Regions from separate parts of the Monodelphis domestica genome. Here region 2 is linked to region 1. The links are chromatin contacts, called in public Hi-C maps. All regions are on one chromosome and are shown on one strand. The core of a region is the stretch at or near the end of the contact, and the rest is flanking DNA. Distances in the headings are between cores, read along the strand shown.

Region 1 (4,058 bases), core at 901-3,400:
ACAAAAATATGGGTTCAAGACTTTGAATTGCCAAAACTGTAAAGATAATTTTTAGTGTCTTGAGTTAAATCAAAAATAAGTGGGGGGGGGGCAGCTGGGTAGCTCAGTGGATTGAGAGCCAGGCCTAGAGACAGGAGGTCCTGGGTTCAAATCTGACCTCAGATACTTCCCAGCTGTGTGACCCTAGGCAAGTCACTTGACCCCCATTGCCTAGCCCTTACCACTCTTCTGCCTTGGAGCCAATACACAGTATTGACTCCAAGATGGAAGGTAAGGATTAAAAAAAAAAAGTGGTTGCCATGGGAAAAATCCCAAATATGAAAATACCCAAGTCAGCTGGGTTTTTATGGAGATTTTAATTAATACGAATGAAGGAATTAAAGGAAGGGAGAGAGACAGAGTAAGAGGAAATAGTAGGGAAAAGGCTCAAGTCTAGGTCAATAGCCTAGACCTTTTCTCTTTAAGAGAGAAATTAAGTCAGTCTTTAATCACTCACCACAAGATCTTTCCAAGCAAAACTCTAGTGTTCAGAGACCCAGCAGCCTCCTCTGACTCCTGACCTCCAATTCAGCTTCCAAGGCTGAATTAACTCGAACTCCCCTGAACTGGTTCAGACAGCTCCTTTTAAAGAGAAATTTCTCTTGTGTCACCTCCCCTAAATCTTCATGTCTATCAATTACAGTAGACGCTTTTCCTAGGACAGCCCATTCTTAGTTTTTAGGTCTCACCTTCTCTGGGTAGATTATATCTTCTGAGTAAGTTCACACCTCTTTGCCCCTTGCAAGTTGCCTGACCTTTTAGTGATTAATTTGACCTTCATAGGTACTTAGCACCCTTTTGTATTAGGTCTAAAAATAGACCTAGTTTAAGGTTTTGGCCTCACTATAAGTATGAGTTAAGTACTTTTTCATTGTTTATTAAGGAGTTTTACAACTTTATCTTCCCCTAAAGTATGCCTAAGTATGGGTGGAGTAATTTTAAGTTCCCAATACATTCCTGATGAAGTACCTCCATTGTTTAAAATAAGGAATAACCTTAACCAAATGTTCTAAGGTAGAGTCTGAGAAAATTTAAGATTCACAGGTGTAAGGTGAAATATCAGGATTGTTTTGATTTGCATTTTTATTATTATTAGTGACTTAGTTCTTTGTTTATATCCTCTGATCATTTATCTATCAGAGAATTATTTATATATATAAAGGGAGAGAGAGAGAGAGAGAGAGAGAGAGAGAGAGAGAGAGAGAGAGAAAGAGAGAGAGAGCAGGGAGAGATCCTTCCAAAGTTCATTACTACTCCCTTAGCTTCAGAAGGTTTTCATTCATTAATTCATAAATTACAATGATATGTTTGACTTTTAAAGCCCTTTATAGCCTGGTCCTTTCCTCTCTTTCCTACATTTTTCCACCTTACTCTCCTGCTCATATTCTACAATACAGTGGTATGGTTCCCCTTACTATTTCCCTGATACTCCATTTCCTAAATCTATGTATTTTCACTGGCTGTCTTCTCTCATGCCTAAATACTCTTCCTCATTTCCACATCTGAATTCCCTGACTTTTCTGACTTCCTTCAAATGTGAACTAAAAACCTACCTTCTATAAGAAGCCTTTCTTTATCCCCCTTAGCACCATGCTTTTCTTCTGTTGGTTTTCTCCAAATTCTCTATCTTGTTTGTATGTAGTCTTTCCTGTGATCTAGTGCTTAGTAGAGTGCCTATCACATAATGGGTGCCGTTTAACCTGACTTGACTTACAAATAGAAAGGATCCTTCTAGATTATCTAATTCAGTGCCCTCATTTTTATGATGAGAAAACAGAGGCAGAGAGAAATAAAGGAACCAAGATTACTCAAGTCTGTAAGAAGCAGACCTAGTTTCATATCCAGATCCTCTGATCAAATATTCTTTCCACCATAATGTATTGGCTCTTTCTACTTTCCACAATCCTTTTACTCTCCTAAACCCAGAAATCCAAATTCCCTCAAATCTATTTCTCCCATCACTATCACTCAGTGTCCCTCTGCTTCCCTTTTCTTGTCTTTGGTCTTCTGATTCCTTCCCACCTTCCACTATTCCCTACTCCTTCTTTCACAAGGCTCTGGAGTTCCCCTCACCCTCTTAGAGGCCCTGGGTGATACTAGACATGAGTCACTGTCTGAACAACAGGTTTCAGAGAAGGCTACAAGGACTAGACAGACACAAAAACATTCCAGTTCTTGTGCCACAGTGACCACTCCAGTCCTTCTTGGGTGAGTAGCCAACGGCCATTCCTTGAGGAGTACGGGAGGGGGTTTAGTGAGTGAGAGATTTTTCATGATTTTCAGGATCTAACAGTTTCTTTCCAATACTACCCAACTCCAATTACCTATAGGGTCTCCTCTCCCATTTGTGCCTTGATTTCCCCAGTGATATTTCATATTCCCTAATAATATCCCTACCAACCCCTACAATTTGGTTGGGACCTCAGAAGCCAGTAAGTCCAACTAGTACTTGAATCAATCAATTGATAAACATTTATTCAGGGCCTGCTACATGCCAGCACTGGGAAATGGAGATACAAAGACAAAAATGAAACAGCCCCTGACCTCAAGGAGCTTACATTCTCTCAGGAAAGTCAATTTATAACTGAGCAAAACTTTCCTCTGCAACATCCCTACAGAGAGTCCATGTAGCTCTTTCTTTTTAAAAATTAATTATTATATTTGTTTGTTACATTAAAATACCCCCAGTTAATTCCCTCCTTCCCACACCACCTCCATTAGAGGAAGTCTTATTTGATAAATATATATATATATATATGTGTATATATAAAACTATGTCGTATTTCTATTTATCAGTTCTTTCCCTGGAGGTGAATATACACAAGTCATTTTTCAAACAATATTTCTTTTACTGTATGTAATGTTCTCTTGGTTCTGCTTGTTTCATTCTTCATCATTTCATGTAGATCTTTCCGTGTTTATTTTAAATTTATCTGCTTGTCACTTCTCTTGGATTAGTAATATTCCAACACAATTGCATGCCACAACTTGTTTAGCCATTCCAAGCTCTTTCTTGAAGACCTCCAGTGAAAGAAATCTAGACCCTCCCAAGGAAGCTCACGTGACTTTGGGGTATATGTATATTTTTTTAACTTATATATTATATATATTATATATTTTAATTTATTTTAAAGCATTTTTCCATGGTTACATGATTCATATTCTTTCTGTTCCCTTTTCCCTCCTCCTCACAGAGCCAACAAGCAATTCTACTGGATTATATATGTATTATCACTCAATATATATGCATATTTAAAGCCTTTACCATCCTTCTTAGAATCAATATTGTGTATTGGATCCTAGGCAGAAGAGTGGCAAGAGCTAGGCAATGGGGGTTAAGTGACTTGCCCAGGGTCACACAACTGGGAAGTGTCTGAGGTCAGTCCTGTCTCTAGGCCTGACTCTCTATCTATTGAGCCACCTAGTTGCCCCCAAGGGTGTCTATATTTGTTAGGAAGTATTCTTCCACTGATTTCAGGTCAACTTCTCTGCAATTTCCAATTACCCCTATTAATTCTGCCCTCTGAGACCAAGTGAAATAAAACTAATCTCTTCTCCATATAACAGCTCTTCTAATACTTGAAGATAATTATCATGTCCCAACTAAGTCTTATCCTCTTTAGTCTGAATATCCCTGATTCCTTCAAGCAATCATCTCATGACAAAGACTGGAGTTCCTGTTGCCTTCTTCTGAGCAATCTCTATCCTTGCTAACCTGATTAAAGTTAAGCCTCTTTAATTGTACTACCCATACCTGGTCATGGACTCCTTGTGTGTCTGTGTCTACAATTTTTTGGCCCCCTAAAGCTCTCCTTAGATCCTAAGGAGTCAGAGGACCTTCCAGGATAGGGAAGGAAATAAGCATTTGTGTAGTACCTATTTATGTGCTAAGTGCCTTTTAAAATTCTTATCTCATTTCATCCTCATATCAACTCTGCAAGATAGGCACTATTACTCCCAGTTTTACAGATGAGGGGAATGGAGGATAGGGGCAGACTGGACTTCCACTGTGAATCTCT
Region 2 (4,058 bases), core at 907-3,406, 79 kb before region 1:
CACCTTTTTGAAGGTCTTTACTTTGAAGGTGTGGGTGGTGGGTGCCTCCAGGTCTTCAGGCTGTGGAAAAATAAGGGGCAGAGTTCTTAAGTCCAGGGGGCTGGGGGAGGCAGAGGAGGCACTGGGGAGCTCTCCCTGACCCATTCTTTGTTTTGGAACCAGACCTGATCTCAGACCCAGTGGAGCAGAAAGTCATAGGCCAGTGAAGAGTGTGGAATTCCTTCCCATCCAAGGGCCTGGGTTTGAATGCTGCCTCCTCAAACTGTGTGACCTGAGGCCAGGCACTTAATCTTTCTCAACCTGATTCTCCTCCCTAATAAAAATGAGGGGGCTGCACGCTAAATCCCTTCAACCTGTGACTGACTTGGCAGGCTTTAGAAGAAGAACAAGGCATGTTGTTTTGTTTGGTTTGGTTTGTTTTACTTGACTTTAAGGGGGAACAGGGTGTTCCCTTATCCTCTGTCTTGGAATCAATACTAAGTATCTATTCCACTGGGCCACCAGTGTGCCTTTTTTTACTTTCAGAAAGGATTTGTAATAAACACCATCACTAATAAACCCTGTTCTAGGGGCAGCTGGGTGCCTTGACAGCCAGACCTGGAGAGGGGAAGTCCTGAGTTCAAAAATGACCTCAGATGCTTCTTCCTAACTGGGTGAACCTGGGCAAGTCATTTAACCCCCTTTGCCAAGCCCTTAACGCTCTTCTGCCTTGGAACTGGTGTACAATATTGATTCTAAAGTGGTAAGGATTTTAATAATAATAATAATGGTTGATTTAAAAAATGAAGCTACAACTTATGTTTCTCTAGCACTCTGAGGCTTATAAAAACTTAGTGAGGAAGGTAGCACCAGCATAATAATAATAATAATATTTATATTTATATATTGCCTCATATGTTCAAGGCACTCTGCTAAGCATCTTACAAATACTATCTTACTTGAACCTCACAACAACCCTGGGAGATAGCTGCTTTTATTATCCTCATTTTACAGATGAGGAAACTGAGGCAGACTGAGGTTAGTTACGTCTTCTACCCAGGGTCACACAGCTAGTAAGTGTCTGAGGCTCAAGATCTCATTCCAGGTCCAGTGTTCAGATAAGGAGACCAAGGTGCAGAAAGCATAAGTGCCCCCATACATGATTGTACAGTGACAGCCAGGATTCAAATCCAGGTCTCTTGACCCCAAGTCAAGTGTTTGTGAAGACCTTTGTTGTTGTGTTTCCCTTTTGAAGCAAGAGAAAGGGGAACTCACCACTTAAAGAGGACTTAGCTATCCCCACACAAACATGGCATTGATGACAGCAAAAGTTTTCATCAGAAATAAAAATGATTGATTCTGCTTACATCCTTTTGGTAGGGTTCGAGTTTAGCAGGACCTCAGAGATCATTTAATCCAATAGGCCCCTTTATTATACAAAGGAGAGTCCCAGAAAATCACACAGTAGCTGGGCCAGAATTCCAGTCCCTCTTTCTATCAAAGGTCCCCATCTAAAAAGCCCCTTCCCTCAGGAGTCCAAAGAGATAGAGATCTCTCCTGTGCTGAGATCCCTGAGGGTCAAAATTTCCACAATTTCAGTTTGGGAAGCAATATGATAGAGGGGGAAAGAACTATGGACTTGAGGGCACAGTACTGGATTCAAATTCCACTTCTGACACTCACCATTTGTGTGACCTTAACCAAGTCACAAGCTCATCTTTAAAATGAGAGGCTAAGATAGCCCTGAAGGTCCTTTCTAACTCTACCTAGGAGGCCCTTTTCTACAGGTCCCTTCCTTTTCCTTCCTCTGCCCATTCTGGTCATTTCCCAGACACATCAGCAGGGGCCAGCACAGTCCACTATCCCAACATTCCTGGAGTATAGCTCAGAGCTAAAGCTCCTTTCCAAGCCCCACCACCCTTCCCCTCTGAGACTTTCCCAGCTGCTTCTAAGTCCTTTTTTTTTTTTTCTAGAGAGGTTCCATATCCTCTTTAAGTTTGCAGAAATCTACCCAGTTCCTCCCAGTGGGTCATCTCCCGTTGAAGGGGAAACCCCAACATGGGTGGAGGAAGGAAAGCTTCTCGTGACTTTTGGGGAAGGGATGGAGTCCGGCGCAGGCTCATAAATCCAGAATGTCCTCAGGATTCATCTCCCAAGACAGTCTGGCCCAGGGCCAGGGTAAAATTGACTGAGTCACAGAGATGGGTAGACACATAGAGAGGGAGGAGGGAGAAGGTGGGGAGAAGACAGAGCCAGGAAAGGAAGAAAAACAAGAGAGAGAGAGAGAGAGAGAGAGAGAGAGAACACAACAACAACAACAACAACAAAGAGAAGCAGAGGGAAACTCAACCAAAAACAGAGTCAAAAGTAGAGGAATAAGAGGCCAAGAAAAAGGAAGAGATCCGGTTCAATATTGCTGAAGAAGAATAACACTTGAGCACTTTCAATATGTGTCTCTACTCACATAGACACAAACCCCTCAAAAATTTGGGGTAGACAGTCTACAAGGATTACAATAATTATAATAATAATAATAATGAAGAAGAATATTCATAAAAACATCAATAAAAGCCAAAATAGCATTTATATAGTGTTGTATGGTTTGCAGAGGGCTTAGCAAGTATCTCATTTGATCCTCCCAACCACCCTGGGAAGCAGGTATTTTTACTGTCCCCATTTTACAGATGAGAAAAAAAAAATTCATCCCCCTCTATATAACAGCATCTAATTAAAGTGGTGTTATAAGGTTTTCAAAGTGGCTTAAATCTGATATCTCACTGGAGCCTAACAACAACCCTATGAGGTCAATGCTATTATTGTCCTCATTTTGCAGGTGAGGAAACTGAGGCTGAAAGAAGTTACATAGATAGGGCTTGTAGAGATATGGACATTTCTGCCAAATTTGAACTCAACTCTTCCTCAGTTAGGAGGTGAAGTAAATAGAGGACCAACCTTGAGTCAGAAGACCTGGGTTCAAATCCAGCCTCAGACACTATATGACCCTGACCAAGTCATTTAACCCTCTTTGCCTTATTTTCCTCATCTGAAAAACAAAACTAGAGAAGGAAATGCCAAACCACTCCAGTACCTCTGCCAAGAAAACACCAAATGGGGTCATGAAGAGTCGGATACAACTGTAAATAACTAAACAACTTCCTGACCACAGTCAGGTAATGGAGGCGATCCCAGTACCACCTAAAGGGTTGTTGTGCCTGACCGCTCCAAACTTAGCTAGGCTGGTCTTCATACCCTCCATCACTGCACCTATAACTATCCTCTAGCTATCCCAAAATTAATTCAAACTAGTCTCTGATATCTCTGTTGCACATTTTTGTTTCTAAAGCCCTGGGCACACATTATTATAACTGGTCCTCACAACAGCTCTGGGAGGCAAACCGCACAGAGCCGGAGGCTCCAGATCAACCTAAGCCAGGCTTCATCAGCAGGGCTTGGAATGGGGTGGGTAGGTGGATGGGGCTGGGGACCAGGAACTAGGGACCTTGTGACTTCATTTCTTCCTCTGAAGTGAGCATTATGCAAATCCACAAGGCCACTAAGTTAATAGCCTTTACTCCTTTGCCTTTTGGTGGGGGGGGGGGGGGGGCTCCAACATAAAGTCTTTGGACCCCCCTGGTTTCTCTTTCCTTTCTGTCCTGACTATCTTTGGGTTCCATTCCATGCCCAAGACCTTGCCTTGCCCCCTTCCCCTTCCATCACTCCAGCTGTCACATAAAGTACATTCAGAAGGGAAGGCTCAGCCCCAAGTAAACAACAGGCAGCCTAAAATCAAGGACTAGCATGGTGTAAGGGAAGGCTTGTGGAATGGGGAGGAAGGGAGAGAAGAAGATCCTGGAGCTCAGCTTTGCAGCTTCTAGAGTGAAGATGGAAGTGACTCAAGAAAGCATCAGCCCCAATTCCCCTCACCACAATGCAAGGACCCCAGAGTCCTGGCATTCCAGTGGCCAAGTGGGAACACCAGCCTATCCCTGCTTAAGCTCATCTCATCACCCTTTCCAGATCAGTCCATATACACTAGTCCATCCAGTCCCATGATAGTGATAGACAAACTCCTTGACAAT

The links. Hi-C and Micro-C count contacts between places; a contact is called where the count stands out from the background.
Region 2: a Hi-C map of spleen and liver shows a contact between it and region 1, with 7 times the contacts expected there. The contact joins the enhancer-like site here to the promoter of RUFY4 in region 1. A contact is called at or near these places in 2 of 2 Hi-C or Micro-C datasets (limb and spleen and liver).

What each region holds. Positions count from the first base shown.
Region 1 is chr8:71,529,911-71,533,968 of mMonDom1.pri, reverse strand. RUFY4 (RUN and FYVE domain containing 4) reads left to right here and starts at 2,150. Exons shown (of 12, transcript XM_056806813.1): 1 at 2,150-2,247.
Region 2 is chr8:71,609,214-71,613,271 of mMonDom1.pri, reverse strand. TNS1 (tensin 1) reads right to left here. Exons shown (of 34, transcript XM_056808035.1): 2 at 1-60. LOC130455901 (a long non-coding RNA gene) reads left to right here. Exons shown (of 5, transcript XR_008914161.1): 5 at 1-389. Among named protein-coding and RNA genes, the nearest start is that of TNS1, 75 kb to the right of the region's middle. Within about 2 kb of position 2,156, at least 1 of the 2 cell types and tissues checked has open chromatin away from gene starts, as enhancers often do.